Regions from separate parts of the Mus musculus genome. Here region 2 is linked to region 1. Evidence: chromatin contacts called from public Micro-C data. All regions are on one chromosome and are shown on one strand. Each heading gives the region's core, a stretch centred on a gene start, on an enhancer-like site or on the middle of the called end of the contact. The rest is flanking DNA. Distances are from core to core; before and after follow the strand shown. Region 1 has its middle 30 kb from the start of Gm52599. Region 2 overlaps Mrps28 (mitochondrial ribosomal protein S28).

Region 1 (3,838 bases), core at 421-2,920:
TGGACTCACTTTGTAAACCAGGCTGGCCTCAAACTCACAGAGATCTGCTTGCCATCGCCACCTGGCTTAAAGTTGATTTAAAAACAGTAACAACAACAACAACAACAAAAACAAAACAAAAAACCTTTCAAGTTATTTTCTCATTAGTTTTCCTTTCTTAAAACACTTTTAATACCAGATTTTCTAAATCCCTTTCTAAGACTGGCCTATCAGTGAAAATAAATTAAAAACGTTTAACAGTGGAAATACAAATGGTAGTTATGGATCAAGGACTTTGAAAGAGATCACAGACATCAAAGTTCAGCTCAGTTCTACCACTCTACAGAACTGACCTCAGGCCCTCTTCTAAACAACTAGACAACAAGTGTATACACTAAAAAACAAACCCCACAGCACCAGCAAGCAAAGTGAAATCAGTATCAGAGAAAGGAGCTGCAAACAGGAGGACCGAAGGCCAGTTGAGTCATTTAGTAACGAGGTAGAAAGCTCCCCCAGGTAGACGGAGATGGTAGAGCTGCACACAGGTTACCAGAAGCAGCAGACAGGCTGACGTCAGTGTGAGGAAAAGAGCTGATAGCGAGGGGACCTTCAAAGGCGCCGTCTTCACATGGCCGCCAGCAGCTCTCCCCACCTTAATACCCCAGGAAATCACATCATTATGAAGCTGTTTTCCATAATGGTGGCCCTGAGTCATGAAGGAAGACTAAATCCTGTTTAGTACTCACAGTTAAAAAGCAGGAAATGTTTTGGGGCCAAGAGATTGAATAGTGTGTTTTAGAGTTTTATAGGCAAGAAAGATTTGGTTGAGTGAACATTTTACATGTTCCCTGGACACTGTAAGTTCTCTAATTAATCAGAGGCTTGCAGTGGTTTTGGTTAATAAAATATTCTCCTAAATTCTTTCTTAAATGTAATGTACCAAAATAAGATAGTTAGTCAAGATGATATTCTCCGCTCTCCCCAGAGTTATTGTAAATCCCAGGGCTGACCTCCTCTGGGCAGACCCTTATGATGTTCCTGGAGGTGGGAAGAGGATGGCAGGGAGGCAGGCGCCTCAGGGGAGACTGAGGTAGGAGTGCTGCTGAGAGCTGGACGGAGACTCTGTGGTATGAGGCAGAGGCAGGACCCTGCGTGAGCTTGAGAGAATATGAGGAAATGACTCCCACATTTTCCTCAGTCAGAGGGAAGCTACAGGAGTTTGTCCCACAGGCTTGTAACTTTTAGGTCCTAGGGAAGGGTCACACTTCCAAGGCCAGTCTCTTCAGGAAGATAATTATGGTAGTAGAATGGAAATGTTTGATATATGTATGTATATACATATACATTTATGTGTGTGATATGTATACAAATATATATATATATATAAAATCTCAACAGACAGGCCCTTGCACAGCAAGGAAGGAGGGCACCTGACTTTGTCTGGGCCTCACCTCCTCAGCCCTGGCTGAAGCTCTTAGGTATGCTGTGGGGTTTTGTCTGGAGGGCATGGGGGTGAAGAAGCAGAAGCTGGCCTCTTCTCTGGAGTCAGAGAAAGGAAGACATTCAAAGCATCCCCAAGTGTCCTACAGGGATGATTTGAACTGCACCTGGGCTGCCTTTCCCTCTAAGGACCAAGCGCAGAGTCTGGCACATTCCACAGATTCTTAAGTAGCCATGTAGACCCCTCTGGTTTACACCTTTGAGCAGTAACTTCCTGTCCCTCTGCAGTCTTAGAGATTGACTCAGAGTTAGCCATGGTCAAGTTAACTCAGCTCAGGGGAGGCAGGCACCTAACTGTAGGGGTCCCCAGTCACTTTCCTTTTAGCTCTTTATGAGATCGTGTCTTTTCTGCTTTTTCTAGTTCTTGCCCAGCACATATCAAGTGACATCTAAATCAGGTTACATAGAGGCCGATGATGATATCCACTTGGATGTTGTTCGGGACGTTGTCTGGCTCACCGCTCATTGCAAGTTGGATAACACCTGCACCAGTGGGTGAAACAGAGTGGGAAACAGGAATAAACAAGACCAGCATGACTGATGAAACCTAAACATTCTCTCTAAACAAAACCATAGGCACGGAATTACCTCCCTGACATCCCATTTGTAGTCTTCCTTTGGAAATCTAGAATACTGGGTACCTCAACATACTACAGAGTCTCACAGTGGCATGCCTCAAATACACCATTATTTCCAATGAGTGGGGTTTGTAGCATTTTCCCACAATCCTTATGCTGGCCCCACTCCTTTCAGTATGGTTTTGGGAGCTGGGCATTCTTTATCTGGCTTCTGTGGTATTTACTGCATTTAAAAGAAGAGATTCTGCACTAAAATGTTGTCTGGGAAACACACTGTATCCCGCTTCCTCCCATCCATTCATGCAAGCTAATTATTGCTATCTCAGTCTCCTGTGCATTTTCCCAGACCATAATGATTTGAGACTTATGGTAAAACAGCTAGGTTGTGTGCTCCTCGTTTTCAAGCAGGCAATTTTGTGAAGTGCATGGTAATAATCAGAGCCACAATTTGGTTTCTGGATATTTCATCTGTTCCCAAGATGGTTTGGGGGTCCATAAAACTTTTCACCTGAAACCTACCATGTGACCTTTGAAATCCCACAGTCTGTCTCCCACAGACAGAGCACACAGGCTCTGGGCCTTTTGAGGAGGCACATGCCTTTTCCCATTTTTTTTTATCCACCTCCTTGGGGTCAGGGCATCTCTAAGTCCTTTGTAATTAGTTGAAAAGAAACACGGGGAAAAGTTATAATCTTTCCAAATAAACTACACATTTCTCTTAGGGATTTATACGGAATTGTTTATTTATTTTAAGAAAGCCCAAATGATATGAATATAAGAAATGAAATACTGGGTCAACCCAATGGCCTAACCAGCCTGTGGTTTCAAAGTTTCACAGCACTCCATTAATGTGGGCTCAGACATTATGGGATGTACTCCAAACTCTGCTTTCCCTTAATACTCAGAGACTCATCTTTCTCCTTCCCAAATTCATTTGTATTGGTAGCTCACATCAACTACAGAAACAAGTCTCACACAGTGGAGATGCCCCACCTTCCTCATCAGGAGACTGATGCCTACAGGGAGAGGGCCACCATGTTGGGGGTGGGTAGCAGAGAATTAGGATGGACTATCCAAGATCACCATAGTTGTCCTCTTGCTAACAACTGTTCTCATCTGCACCCTGTCCTCCCAGTTTCATCTCCTCTCTAAGCATCCCCCTGGTGCCTGCTAAGTACTGGTTCTTACACTATATACATCAGGCCTAGGTTTAAACACCATGAAAAGAGTAGAAGATTATCTGCCTCCTCCATGCCTGGTATAGACAGGGTCTATGGTGGTCCCCCTGGTCCTCATGTCCTGAGATTTATGGCTTCATATAACCCATGTTCCTAGAATAATTTGGTGCTCACCGGCAGAGTATGACAAGACAGAGGGAGATTGCTTCAGTGATTGGGTTGTATAAGACAGCATCTTCTGTTTTGCTACCAGTGTCCATCTGTCTGTCTGTTTCCACCCTTTCCTTTCTTTTTCACAACTCTGACTTGTTGGTGGGGTTTATAGGAAACGAACAGAAGGTAACTTCTAGTGAATAGCCATTGAGAAATTGAAGTCCTCATTTTATAAGTCCTTAAGAAATGAACTCTGCCAACTTCAAAGTGGGGCTTGAGAGCACAGCTTTCCTAGTGAACTCTCTCGAGAAGACACACGCATAGATGGGCGTCTGAACGGACAGATATTGAATCAGAATGTAACAGATACTGACTCAGAATGACATAAAACCCTGATTTAAATTGCTAAGGTTTAAAGATGTATTACTTGATTAGAGTTGATAAGTAACA
Region 2 (3,838 bases), core at 978-3,477, 120 kb after region 1:
GGTGGTAAGAAGACGGACGTCACAGCACAGTCCCTGGGAGGTCATCTGGACAGGCACAGTAGACCTGTCAGAGGTGAGCTGTGTGAGGCTTTCTCCCAGTGGACACCCTCTACATTTGCTTTCATAAGCACAAAGTTACAAACGCCCACCGTAGCATTATCAACCTGAGCATTTGCAAGGCAGGCCTTTTCTATTTAAGTAAGTTATAAATATATATATAACCATAATATAAAATATTAGCAGAATTGTTAATACTGTGTATACAGTGAACATATGAGGCAATAAGGAAAGACTCAAAATTACACTTAGGTAAATATAGCAATTTTCAGTAGTAACAACTAAACTACGTTATGTTTACTGGCAAGGGCTACTTTCAAGTGCTTTAAATAATGAATTGTTTAACCCTGCAATAGTCTCATGGCTCAGCTTTCTTTTATAATAAAAGGAAAAGGAGAAAACAGATATGTAGTAGTTTTTCAAAAAATACAGCTAGAAAGATGGCTCAGTAGTTAAGAACACTGGGTTCAATTCCTAGCACCCACAAAGCGGCACACAATCATCTACACTCCAGTCCAGAGAATCATCTGCTCTCCTGAGCATGCAAACGTGCAAACATGCACATGAAAACTTTTTAAAATTTTAAATATACCTAGTAAACAAAACAAAACCAAGAATTTAGGCCAAGACTTTGTGAATCCAAGAAGTATAGTGTTTTGCAGGGATGTAACTGCAAACTGTATCTATCTACAACACAAGCCAACTGTGTTTTTAATGATATATATGTTGTGGTTTATATATATATATATATATGTATAATTATATGTATTATATTATGTATTATATATATATATATAATCCTTGGGAATGATACCTTCCTGTGCTTTTTAAGTCAATGTTACTTTTATACTTTGTAAATAAACTTTTTTAAAAGTCCTGATCACACAGTACTTCTTCATCTTCTAATTTCAGGGTATTTTTCAATTAATTAAACCCAACTCTAAAAAGTGATGTGAGATTTTGCTCACAAACTAAATCCCTAGCAATCCCTAACAACTGCTTCTGTGCCTCACCACAAATGTTAAGAAAGGAACGCAGCAAAACTTCCAGCAAATACTAAACTTAAAGCTCGCGGGGTATTTTGAGCTTCCTAGCTATTCTAACATCATTTCTGCTCAATTACTATGATGGACAAGCACATTTAACTAAGAGCCCAACCTATCCTATGTGTGTAACGGCTTGTGAGTTGTCACAAGCAGTAACAACTCAAGTCCCTGTGTGACTGTGTACTACTTATCCGTACATCCACTTGGTAAACCTGATACTTAGTCTCCATTGTCAGCCCAACTAGACAGTAGAATCATGGAAGAGACACATCTCCTGTATGTGAGGGTGTTTCCAGACGCAAAGGAGAAAGCTCACCCTGAATGTGGGCGGCACTACCCCACAGGTCCATTCAGAAAAATGGAAAATGAGAAGGAGAGCTGCGAATATCACTCATCTCCCTCTGCTTTCTGGCTCCAGGCACATGTAACCAGCTGCTTCCGGTTCCTGATGCCCAGCAGAGCCTTCTCTGCCAATTGGGCTATGCCCTCAAACCATGAACAGAAAACAATCCTTTCTCCCTTAAGCTGTTTGTTGTCAGGTACTTGGTCAGAGCAAGGAGGAAAATAAGTAAACAGACAGCAAACATTTACCGAGGACCCATCATGAGCCACACAAAGTGCTCACATAGTGAGAACAAACCAGAACAAGAGAAAAAAAGACCTTTGCCCACCTAAAAGCTCATTAGATTGGGGTTAAGGCCATGAAAACCTTTATCCTAAAGAGTACTAATGTGGCACAAACTACCATATTAGAAATGACCAGTGCCTGTAAGTTAGGATTAGACACGTGCACAGTATCTTTTGTTGTTTTGGGTTTTCTATTTCTCCAGTGAAAAGCTTGATTTTATTGTCTCACTGAATTGTACACTTCAGCCCTTAGTCATAGCTTAGACAGACTTATTTGGGGGGTTGGGAAGGGGCATGCCACAAGGGATATGGGGAGGTCAAAGAGCAGTTTGCAGGAATCAATTCTCTCCAGGTCAGCAGGCTTAGCAACCAATGCCCTCCCACCCTCAAATGACACTTTTTATCTTATTATAACACAAGCCCAGGCAAGTCATAATGACACATGAGAGGTAGAGCAGGAGTGCGGCACACACAAGGCTGTGGTATAGCCTAGGGGACTGTTTCCTGCAGCTTTACGATGGTGCTGTCCCATAGCTCTGCCTCCACCTCTACAGTCGCTATTACCCACAACCTCAACGGGCGCATGCATTTGATACCTGATAAACCCCATGGTTAGAACAGCGTCTCACCACAAAGCATTGATAACCCATTTAATGAGGACAGTAATTCCAAAAGCATTCCTGAAAAGCCACCTCGCTGTGTCTTGTCATGGAGCCCAGCACTAGAATATCTCAACTGAGTGCCTCAGTCTAGATGCTGCAAAGCTGCAGAGACCCTGCAAAGCAGAGAACCTAACCTGTACAGCGGAGATTGCAACCCAGCCTCCTTACGCTCTCCTCCTCAAGCATTTATTCCAACTAAACCAAGATTCCCAAGAATTATTAACAAGGAACTGGGGGCTGGAGAGATGGCTCGGTGCTTAAGAGAACTGACTGCTCTTCCAATGGCCTTGAGTTCAAATCCCAGCAACCACATGGTGGCTCACAACCATCTATAATGAGACCGGATGCCCTCTTTTGGTGTGTCTGAAGATAGCTACAGTGTACTCACATATAATAAAAGACATAAATCTTTAAAAAAAAAAAAAAGGAATTGGTAAGCTATATTTCACAGCCAAATGCATCTACTCGCTGGGTAGCAGAATGATGTTTGCTAAGCTGTGTTAGAGACTCCATGCAGTGTGAACTGGGCAGAGCAAATAAAGTGTCCTGGGACTTGCAGAAAACAGAACACTCTGATCAGAACGGTCTTCAGAAGGAAAAGGAATCACGGCCACTGTTTCATATCTGAGAGCTTCCCTTCATTAGACTAACCACTACTATGTGAAACCCACAGCTATGGGTAAGATGTCCACTAAGCTGCCCTTAGAACAGGGAGAGTACTCTGGTTTACCTGACGGTCCTAACTAATCCCAACAGAACTCAAGATAAAAAAGGAGCAGATGCAAGGTCATCATGAGGTACTGAGTAAGAAGACAGTTGTCACTGGCAGCTTTGAAGATGGGAGAGGCGGCTCCTGAGCCAAAGAGCACCGAGTCCCCACAACAGGGCCACAGGAGGAAAGTTACCCCCAAAGCATAAGGAACTGAAGCTTCTCAGCATCCTACTGCTGAGGGAAGAACTAGGAATTCCTACTGTGCTAACCTGTGAGCCAATGCGGAAATCATATTGTGGCAGTAGCTCGGGAAATGGGAACCCATCAAGATCCAGCTATGCCGCTCTTAGGCATATACATTACATAAGGGCACTTGCTCAGCCATGTTCATTGCTACTCATGATAGCCAGAAATCGGCAGCAACCTAGACATCCCTCAGCACAAGACTAGATAAAGAAAATGTGGTATATTTACACAATAGAGCACGTCTCAGCTTAAGAAAAAAAAAAAAAACCCTCCAGGTAAATGGATGGAACTAGAAAAATCATCTTGGTGAGGCGTCCCAGAGCCAGAGAGAGAAATTTGGTATATATTCACTGATATGGGAGTCGATGATAACCTAGCAACAATCTGCAGAACACAGATGTTAGGTAGGCTAGGTATAGATTAAGGGACTAGAGGGGACAGACAGATCTACCCAGGAAAGGGAATAGAAGAAACAGCCATAGATTGAA

Evidence for each region. A called contact is a pair of places that touch in the nucleus more often than the background predicts.
Region 2: a contact with region 1 is called in a Micro-C map of trophoblast stem cells, with 5 times the contacts expected there. The contact joins two enhancer-like sites. A contact is called at or near these places in 2 of 39 promoter capture datasets (the HPC-7 cell line and hippocampal neurons), 11 of 484 Hi-C or Micro-C datasets (the Ba/F3 cell line, the HL-1 cell line, the HPC-7 cell line and 4 more) and 3 of 115 datasets of contacts at active chromatin or transcription factors (bone marrow-derived dendritic cells, cardiomyocytes and embryonic stem cells).

The regions. Positions count from the first base shown.
Region 1 is chr3:8,794,516-8,798,353 of GRCm38.p6, forward strand. No RefSeq gene overlaps it. Among named protein-coding and RNA genes, the nearest start is that of Gm52599, 30 kb to the left of the region's middle. Within about 2 kb of position 1,671, at least 13 of the 459 cell types and tissues checked have an H3K27ac peak or open chromatin away from gene starts, as enhancers often do. A contact at or near this core is called in trophoblast stem cells, where this site is marked.
Region 2 is chr3:8,917,789-8,921,626 of GRCm38.p6, forward strand. All of the region lies in intron 1 of Mrps28 (mitochondrial ribosomal protein S28), which reads right to left. It overlaps Gm52601 (a long non-coding RNA gene), which reads right to left. Exons shown (of 2, transcript XR_003954436.1): 2 at 1-3,838. Among named protein-coding and RNA genes, the nearest start is that of Gm52601, 3.9 kb to the right of the region's middle. Within about 2 kb of position 2,228, at least 10 of the 459 cell types and tissues checked have an H3K27ac peak or open chromatin away from gene starts, as enhancers often do. A contact at or near this core is called in trophoblast stem cells, where this site is marked.